Linked DNA regions of Oryctolagus cuniculus: region 1 is linked to region 2. The links are chromatin contacts, called in public Hi-C maps. All regions are on one chromosome and are shown on one strand. Each heading gives the region's core, a stretch centred on a gene start, on an enhancer-like site or on the middle of the called end of the contact. The rest is flanking DNA. Distances are from core to core; before and after follow the strand shown. Region 1 overlaps RIN2 (Ras and Rab interactor 2). Region 2 overlaps RIN2 (Ras and Rab interactor 2).

Region 1 (4,488 bases), core at 269-2,768, 75 kb after region 2:
CTGCCATGTCTGTTTGGTTTGATGAGCTGCTTCTTTATCAGCAGGTGCCTTCATTTCTTCCAAGATCTTTGAAATAAACATCTGACAAGCCAGTGGTAAACATCTTAACGTTCCACCTGCTTCTAAGAACTTGTGTTCTCCTCCCTCCTTCTGAAGCCAAAGCACATTTGTTGGGATGGAACATCAATCCCCCAAACTGCTCAGCTCTCAGCTGCTCATTCTCTCTCTACCTGCTGTGGTCCAATGGTCTCGCCTGTCTGTTCACTCAGGATCCCCACTCCCCATACACTGAGCCACCAGGTGGCTCTGAACCCAGCCTTTCAAGCAAAAGCACCTTCTCTGTGACTCTCGACTCGAATTCTTGAGCAGAAGAGTCTGTTTCATCCGAGAACAGCTCAGAACTAGTTGGGGTCAGGTGCCTAGCCCCTGTCCAATCAGCAGAGGGCATGTGGTAGGCAGAATCACACACCCTGTAGAGCCAGCACAGGTGTGTGACAGTGGTATGAGTGAGTCACTCGGGGTGCAGGAGTGAGAGAGGCTTGTCTATCGGCCCTGGGGAGGAGCTTAATGCCCATCAATGAACAGACCACTCAGAATCCAGTGGTGGCCATGCCAGGGTGGCAGCTCAGTGCGACCCCAGAAGCTTGACTTCCACATTGTACGCTCAACACAGTGATGGTCTAGCATTGCTGGTTGTGTCAGGAGGGGCTGTTGAGTCCTTCCCTTGGGTGCTTAGCACTTCTGTGCATGCTGGTCTGGTCTCCAAATGCCCAACTGAGCATGAGGGCTGTCTTTGGCCCCCAGAACACTTTCTACCCACCCAGAGGTGTGTGGGTGTGCTGGTGAGTGAAGGTCTCCTACGGGCATTGCTCAGCCAGTGATGGGGGAGTTGATGGACAGGTGCACCAGCTGCCTGAGGTGTCCTCTGCCCTAGCTCCAAAGTGGGTGAAGTGCAGTTCTCATGGTGATGAGTGCTTGACAGTGCACCTTGTCTGGGTTGCCCTAACCTGCTTCACATTCCCACTTCCCTGCCGGAGTTACCTGGAGTCACCTCTAATGAACTTGGATGTGAATCTTTGTCTCTGGAAACAGTTAATTCCAAAAAAATTTTAAATGCATTATGTAATGTATGGGCCTGCAGAGTGGACGCAACCCCAGAGCTGCCAGGTTTCAGCCTCAACTAAAAGGAAACATCTGGGTGCAGGCATGCAGCCCAGATTTATTTACGTAGATGTTTATTTATAACGTGTGCTTATTTCATTTCTTTTGAGAGAGAGAGAGAGAGCGAAAGCGAAAGCCTTCAGTACACTGGTTCACTTAGCAAATACCTACAACAGCGAGGGCTGGGCCAGGCTGAAGCCAGCAGCTTGGAGCCCCATCCAGGTCACCCACATGGTGCTTGACCCATCATCTCTGTCTGCCTTCCATGGTATAAGTGAGTAGGAAGCTGAATTGGAAGTGCGGAGTAACCGGAACTCCAACCAAGCACTCCAGTATGGGATTGCAGGTATCCCAAGAGGTGGCTTAACCTGCTGTACTACAATACCCTCTCCATGGCCTGCATTTCCTTTTTTTTTTTTTTTTTTAATTTATTTGGGGGCTGGCATTGTGGCATAGTGGGTAAAGCCACTGCCTGTGACACTGGCATCCCAAATGGGTGCCTGTTTTGAGTCTCAGCTGCTCCACTTCTGTTCCAGCTCCCTGCTAATGTGCCTAGGAAAATAACAGAAGACAGCTCAAGTCCTTGGGCCCCTGCACCCATGTGAGAGACCCAGAAGAAGCTCCTGGCTCCTGGCTTCAGACTGGCCCAGCTCTGGCCATTGCAGCCATTTGGGGAGTGAACCAGCAGATGAAAGATATCTCTATCTCTCTCTCTCTTCCTCCCTCCCTCCCTCCCTCCCTCTCTCTTTCTGTTTCTTCCTTTCTCTCTGTAATTCTTTCAAATAAATAAATCTTTAATAAAAGTTTATTTGAAGACAGAAAGACAGGGAGACAGAGACAGAAATCTTCCATCTGTTGGTTCATTCTTCAAATGCTCACAAAAGCCAGGACTGGGCCAGGCTGAGGCCAGGAGCCTAGAACTCAATCTGTATCTCCCACGTGGATGGTGGAGACCCCAGTACTTGAGCCAATGCCTCTGCCTCCCAGGGTGCATGTTAGCAGGAAGCTGGATCCAGAGGCAGAGCTGGGAGTCAAACCAGACACTCCAATATGGGATTAAGAGTCCCAAGGGAGGGCTTAACTCCTGTGCCAAAAGCCTGTCCCTGGCCTAGATTAAAGATATCTGTGTCCCACATCAGAGTTCCTGGGTTTGATCATCAGCTGTGGCTTCTGACTCTAGCTTCCTGCTAATGCCAATCCGAAGTGCCGTCTGCTGGGAATCCTGGATGGAATGCTCAGCTCCCAGCTCTGGCTTGGCTTAGCTCTGGTTGTTTACAGGCATTTAGGGAGTGAAGCAGTGGATGGAGGATCTCTGTCTCTCTCTGCCTGTTGGGAAAAAAAAGAGTAACAAAGAGTAATGTGTCCATGGACTTTCCATCACTATGGACAGAGAGCTTTGGGAAAGCGCTGACCCCAAGTTCCAGCAGGTAGACAAGCAGACCCTAGCGACATCTAGGGTATGTGGACTGTCCATGTGCAGATTTTTTGGGTTAAGAGCCTGCGTGGTTTATGATGCTTCCCCATGTCTGTGTGACATCATTGCAGCATTGTTTGAAGATACGAATACTTGCAATGACCTTGGGAGTAGCCACCACTCCCTCCCTCCTCCTACTCGTTCTAGGGGGACAGGAGGGACTGTTAGTAGAGATGAATAAGGGATGCCCCCCCCAAGGATGTGGGGGAGGGATATGCAGGAGGCCAGTTCTTGAAGGGTCCAAAGGGGAAGTGAGGGTATTGGGTGGGAGATGAGAGAGGTAAAGTCCTATCCCAGAAAACAGGCGCTTTCTAGCCAGCTTCCTACCTGTTGTCTGCCAGTGGCTACTTAGGCACTAGCATAGCTTCTGCAGCCTGGATAAGGTGAGAGTTGCTTGGAGTCTGTGATCCATCTATCCAAGGATGGAAGGGATGGACCCTGAGCAGAATGAACCCCATTACAAGCTAATCCTATAAGTGGCAGAAATGATTATTTGATAATAACAATATGAAAAAATCCCAGCTGTTTCCACAGTTATTCTTAGGAAACCAAGGCACTGGACAATGTTTTAAATCCTATTTATGGGGACAACATGTGGCATAACAGGTTACACTGCTCCACCTGCAATGCCAGCACCCCAACTTTAATCCCTGGCTGCTCTACTTCCAATCAAGCTCCCTGCTTAGGGCCTGAGAATGCAGCGGAAGGTGGTCCAACTGCCTGGGTCACTACATCCACGTGGAAGACCGGAAGAGGTTGCTGGCTTCTGGCTTCGGCTTGGTCCAGCTTTGGCCATTGCAGCCATTTGGAGAGTGAACCAGTGGATGAAAGCCCCACCCCACCCCCCGCCGTAACTCTGCCTTTCAAATAAGTAAAATACGTCCTTAAAAAATTCTATTGAATAACACAGTTATTGGGAAAAGGGGCCAGGCATACAGCTCTTTGCTTCCAATTTCATACTTTTTCATAAGTTAGCTAATTCTCTTTTCAATGGAAAGTTTCTGTGCTCTTAAACAGTTTTTATAAAACTATATGTGACTGTTGAGTGAAGGAGAACCAGTGCTGGACAAGGATAAATTTTAAACCTTTTTTTTTTTTTAAGTTTGCATAACTGGAATTGTCAAGCCAGAGCCTGGAATAATATTTTTTGTGTCCAACTTGTCGAATCCATGGCGATACAAAGATAATTATGGAAATATTTAGAGAGCTTCCAGACATAGAGCCGCCCTCACTTGCTTCTGTGGCTCTTAGAAAAAAGACCTGCGGGGTGTGGGAGCCGTTTAAAGCACCAGGCGAAGAGGTGAAGTGCATTTCTCAGATTTGGACTTGACCTGGCAGGCCCCCCCTGGGGGGGGGGGTGAGTCACGGGCTCCCACTTCAGTCAGTTTGGCTGTAAAGTAATTATAATAACAAGGTCGTGTTTACTGAGACTGAAGTCCATCACGCCTGGCTTCCTTCAACTACTAGAAAGAAAAAAAAAAAGAAGGAAGGAATCAGGACTAATGCTCTCAGCAGCCTGGAGCTGAGAACAGGGGACTCAAATAAGCTCAGCTGTGAGTGGTGGAGTTCACTGCAGGTACACAGGTGCTTCTGTGGGGTTGTGGGAGGGACCTGAAGTATAGGAAAGAGGGAGGGGACAGAGGATTGGGGTGACATTGGTCAAAGGACCCAGGATTTCAGGAGCTCAATTGTACAACATGGTGACTATAGTGAAAAACAGGGTGTGGGGGGACCTTCAATGAGTTGATGGCAAATGGACCTTATGCAGACACAAGGCATGGATTCCAAAATATTTTTCACCAAAATGAGCTTTTTTAGTATCATTTTCCATGGACTCTTGGAAGTATTTGAAA
Region 2 (4,489 bases), core at 449-2,948:
GGAATTTCATATTCAGATTGGTGTCATATCCAGAATTCAGACTGGGAGGCTGTAGGACCATTTTTGTAGGAGAGCATGTGATGTAGGAGGTGAGGGGAAAAAAGGAATAGTCACTAACTGACAGGGGAGACAGGATGGTAGATGGTTAGTTTTTCTTTTTTTTAAGATTTATTTTTTATTTATTTGAAAGGCAGAATTACAGAGAAAGAGACAGAAAGAGAGGTCTTCCATCTGGTGGTTCACTTTCCAAATGACTGAAATGCCCGGGGCTGGGTCAGGCTGAAGCCAGAAGCCAGGAGCTTCTTCTGGGTCTCACATGAGTGTGCAGGGGCCCAAGGACTTGGGCCATCCTCTGGTGCTTTCTCAGGTGCATTAGCAGGGAGCTGGATCGGAAGTGGAACAGCTGGGAATCGAACATGCATCCTGTGCTGGTGCTGCAGGTGGTGCTGGTGCTGCAGGTGGTGGCTTAACCTGCTATGTCCACAATGCCAGCCCCTCCTTTTTATTTTTTAAGTGAAAGACCCTTTGGAGTTCTTAAAATGTGAGCGTTTGCCTGGGGATGCAGAGAACATTCTTGTCAAGGGGCTTGACTCAGCTTCCTGAGCCAGAGACAGAGTGGGATCAGCCAGAGGAGGAAAAGGCACCTCTGTCTCTCCTCTCTCATTGTGTCCTCCTAGAGCCAGGGGGCGGGACACAGGGCCCTTGGGTTGGTGCTTATGGGATTTGCAAAAGGCACACAAACCCCTAAATGGTCCCTTCTGTGTGTGGTAGATGGAGCCGGGCGATCCGGACTTCTGAGTGTCTACCAGGAAAATTGCATGTGCAAGTCCTGCAGAATGCTGCAGAAGTCGGGCTGACCCAGAGCCAGGCAGCTGGAGAGATGCTGGCGTGACTGGTAAGTGGCACTGAGCCTATAAGTCTTCCCTGCTTCCACACTGTTGCTGTGACCAAGGGGATTGTGGGCCTTGGCTGGGGTTTGTTGCTGAGGGATTGCATTTAGGATGCACCTGCAGCAGGGCCACGCAAGCCTCAGGAGAGGCGAGGAATCCTGAGAGCATGAACAGAAACACTCAGGTGCCTGCAGCACCAACCACGTGCTTTACCCACTGTAAAGGGTTAATTCCTCTAGTTCTCACAGCAGCATGCATTAGGCTCTGCTGTGGCCTGTCTTTGCGACGGGAGCACAAAGAACCCAGGCAGCCGTGGATAGGACGGAGCCTACAGCAACTATTTCATCTATTTCCTTTCTACGGAAATTATCTTCATTGGGATATTGATCTAGGGTCACTGTGGGAGGTGCAGTTTCCAGAAATGGCCAGAGCAATGGGACTGCTTTTGTAGATCTTTACTGCTCCCTCATCAAGTGGAATCTCCCTTGGAATCTGAGCAGGGTTCAGGGGCTACCCCGACATACAGAACGTGGCAGAAATGCTGAATGACCTCAAAGCTTTAATGAATACAAATGGTTTCCCTTCCTCCTGACTCTCTCCTTCTCCTGGGATATGAGCCTTTGAGACCTGACTGCCATACAGAAGCCACATGCAAATGTTCTGGCTGGCGGTCGCACTCCCTGCAAATCAGACTTTGGAAGTCTGGTGCCACCTGTCTTCCAGTGGCCCCCCACTGATGCTGAGGAGCTGAGACAAGCCTGATGAATCATCCCTGCTGAGCCCTGCCCCTTCATCAGAACAATCGAAAGCACAATAAACACTGTCATTCTTCTGAGCTTTCTCATTTAAACCCACAACAGTGCTTAAGGGAGATAACGTTACACGCATTGACAAGTAAGCCAACAGGTGGAGTGACTCACTCAAGGTCTGTGTCACTGGAATTTAAACCAGGATTGTTTGATTTCAAGCTTGTGATACTAGTCACGGCCCCAGCTATGTGTTCCTCCTGGAACTGTTCTCAACTGTTCTCAAAGAAAGCAAGGCTTGTTGTAGTAAGAAGATAAGAAAGCAGCATCTTAGAGAATTGGCTTTGTACAATATATTGTGCCTCTGTGTCCTGAATTTGGACCTTACTTAGATGTTCCGTGTCCTGGCTTACATGTAAAGTTCTCCAGGAAAGCTGTACTTACATCTGGTGTCTGTTCAAGCCATTCAGTATGCCTTTCCCATTGTGTAAAATCATCATCTTGTGTGCCTGTGATTGGTGCTTCTGCCCCTTTGACTTGGAGGAGGCCAGGGACTGAGCCCTCTCCTTGCTGTTTCTAGCATAGACCCTTACCTGTAGCAGGCACTGATAAATGCATGTTAAAATCGTAACAAGAGCATTAAATGTGGATTTTCTTGATGATAGTGAAAGAAAGGTAAAGAAGCACATATTTCCAGGTATAAACTTGGAAGTTTTGTCTTACCTTGGTGTTGAAATTTTGCCTTTTGAGGCTGTTAAAAAGTGAACAAGGGGGCTGACGTTGTGGCCCAGCAAGTTAAGCCTCTGCCAGCAACACTGGCATCCTGTATTCATGCTGGGTCAAGTCCTGGCTGCTCCACTTCCTCTCCACCTCCCTGCTAATGTGCCTGAGAAAGCAGTGGAAGATGGCCTCAGTGCTTGGGTCCCTGCCACCCTTGGGAGACCCAAATGGAGCTCCAGGATTCTGGTTTTGGCTGGGCCTAACCATTTAGGGAGTGAACCAATGGATGGAAGATTTCTCCCTCCTTTTTTCCTCCCTCTCTCCCTCTCTCTGTCTCTCCCTCTCTTCCTCTTTCCCTTCCTCTCCCTCCCTCCCCCTCCCTTCCCCCCGTCCCTCTGTAAGTCTCCCTTTCAAATAAATAAAACTAAAAAAAAAGTAAATGAAACACAATACAATTTTAAAGAGTTTATTTGAGCAAATGATGATTCATGAATTAGGCAGCTCCAAACCAGGAGTGGTTCTGGAGCTTCAAGGATGGAGGCAAGAGGAAAGCTTTCATAGGATGGACAAGGAAATAAAACAAAGAAAATGCTAGGTTGGTTATAATTACCTAGTTTGCATATTGGATTCATTCCATTGCCAAATCCCTATTTTGATAATTATAGGTTTATTGGCTACTTCTGATTGGTTGAGCTTAAGTTATATTTTTCTTTAATATAGGCATCTACAAGAAATAAACATCATATATGTTTGAAATCAAGTAAGGCTTGATGAGCCTAATGGTAGTGTCTGCTCAGGGATTCTTTAGACATGGTCTTAATTTTAATTCATTCCTAAAATTCTGATTTATTTTTATTTCTTTGAAAGGAAGAGAGAGAGAGAGAGAGAGAGATAGATAGAGAGAGAGATAGATCTCCCATCTAGTGGTTTACTCCCTCCCCAAATGCCCTCAACAGATGGGGCTGGACCTGGCCCCAGCTGGGAGCCAGAACTCCATCCAAGTCTCCCACATGGGTGGCAGGGACCCAGTTAATGAGCCATTGCCTGCTGCCTCCTGAAACACACCTTAGTAGGAACCTGGAATCGGGAGTGAAACTGGGACTCAAACCCAGGTGTTCCAACGCCGGATGCAGGCATCGCACACAGCATCTTAGTGGCTGAGTCAAGCCCTCGCCCTTCACTTTAATGTACTTCAACAGCGCCAGAGGTTTTGTTGTCATTTCCACTGTCTTTCCTGTTAGATAAAACATGTTTGTGTTTGACTTTTGGAAAGAAAGAACTTCAATAAAACACGCCTTTAAACAAAACAGGAACAGGAAGTGCCACAGGGCTCAGATAGGCTGTTTGAGAAGCTTGTTATCCACGTGGAAAATCTTCGCACGGGGAGAAGAGCAGGTACACAACACTGGGGAACTGACCGCGGTCTGTGCTGTGGGGTGAATACAGCTTGTCCCCACCCAAACTCGTGTTGCGGCTCGGTCTCCAGAGTAAGGGTGTTGAGAGGTGTGGGGTCATGGGGATGGAGCCCTCGATAATGGATTAATTGGATTAATTCTTCTCTCACGGGAGAGAGTTCCCCTTCTCAGGGGACTGGCTTGGCTCTTGCTGGAGGGCCTTGCTGTAAGGCGAGTCTTGGCGCCTCCCAGTGCGAGGCCCCCATCAGAAGCTCAGCAGATACAGTGCCGTGCTCTTGGATGTCTAGATCCATGAGCCAAAACTGACCTGTTTCTTTATAAATTCCCCATTCCGAGGTGTTCGGTTATGGCCACAGTGAACAGCTAAGACAATACGAAGGATGAAGTAGGAAGTACGTTAACGTTGGGTCAGCCTTTGCTTATAAGAACTGGGGCACTTGAGTTTCGTGCACCCAGGGGTGGGTGTGTGTGTGTGTGTGTGTGTGTGTGTGTGTGTCACTGCAGCTGCTTGAAAGCTGGGGACAACTTGGGTCTTGACGCTATCTAGAACACCCAGCATTGGACCCTCTACCTAGGAGTTGTAGGACTTCAATAATCAGATGAACATGGCAACAAGACCAGAACATGAGGACTTGTGTGTGTGTGTATGCGGCAGGTGGGTAAATGCAGGTAGAGTGTTAGGTCCATTTAATTCTTTAATTATATTTCCATGGCTTTG

Evidence for each region. A called contact is a pair of places that touch in the nucleus more often than the background predicts.
Region 1: a contact with region 2 is called in a Hi-C map of liver, with 3 times the contacts expected there. The contact joins two enhancer-like sites. A contact is called at or near these places in 6 of 6 Hi-C or Micro-C datasets (ear pinna, embryonic fibroblasts, liver and 3 more).

Annotation. Positions count from the first base shown.
Region 1 is chr11:44,505,638-44,510,125 of mOryCun1.1, forward strand. All of the region lies in intron 2 of RIN2 (Ras and Rab interactor 2), which reads left to right. Among named protein-coding and RNA genes, the nearest start is that of RIN2, 110 kb to the left of the region's middle. Within about 2 kb of position 1,519, at least 1 of the 8 cell types and tissues checked has an H3K27ac peak or open chromatin away from gene starts, as enhancers often do.
Region 2 is chr11:44,430,168-44,434,656 of mOryCun1.1, forward strand. It overlaps RIN2 (Ras and Rab interactor 2), which reads left to right. Exons shown (of 13, transcript XM_070052128.1): 2 at 772-895. Among named protein-coding and RNA genes, the nearest start is that of RIN2, 36 kb to the left of the region's middle. Within about 2 kb of position 1,699, at least 1 of the 8 cell types and tissues checked has an H3K27ac peak or open chromatin away from gene starts, as enhancers often do.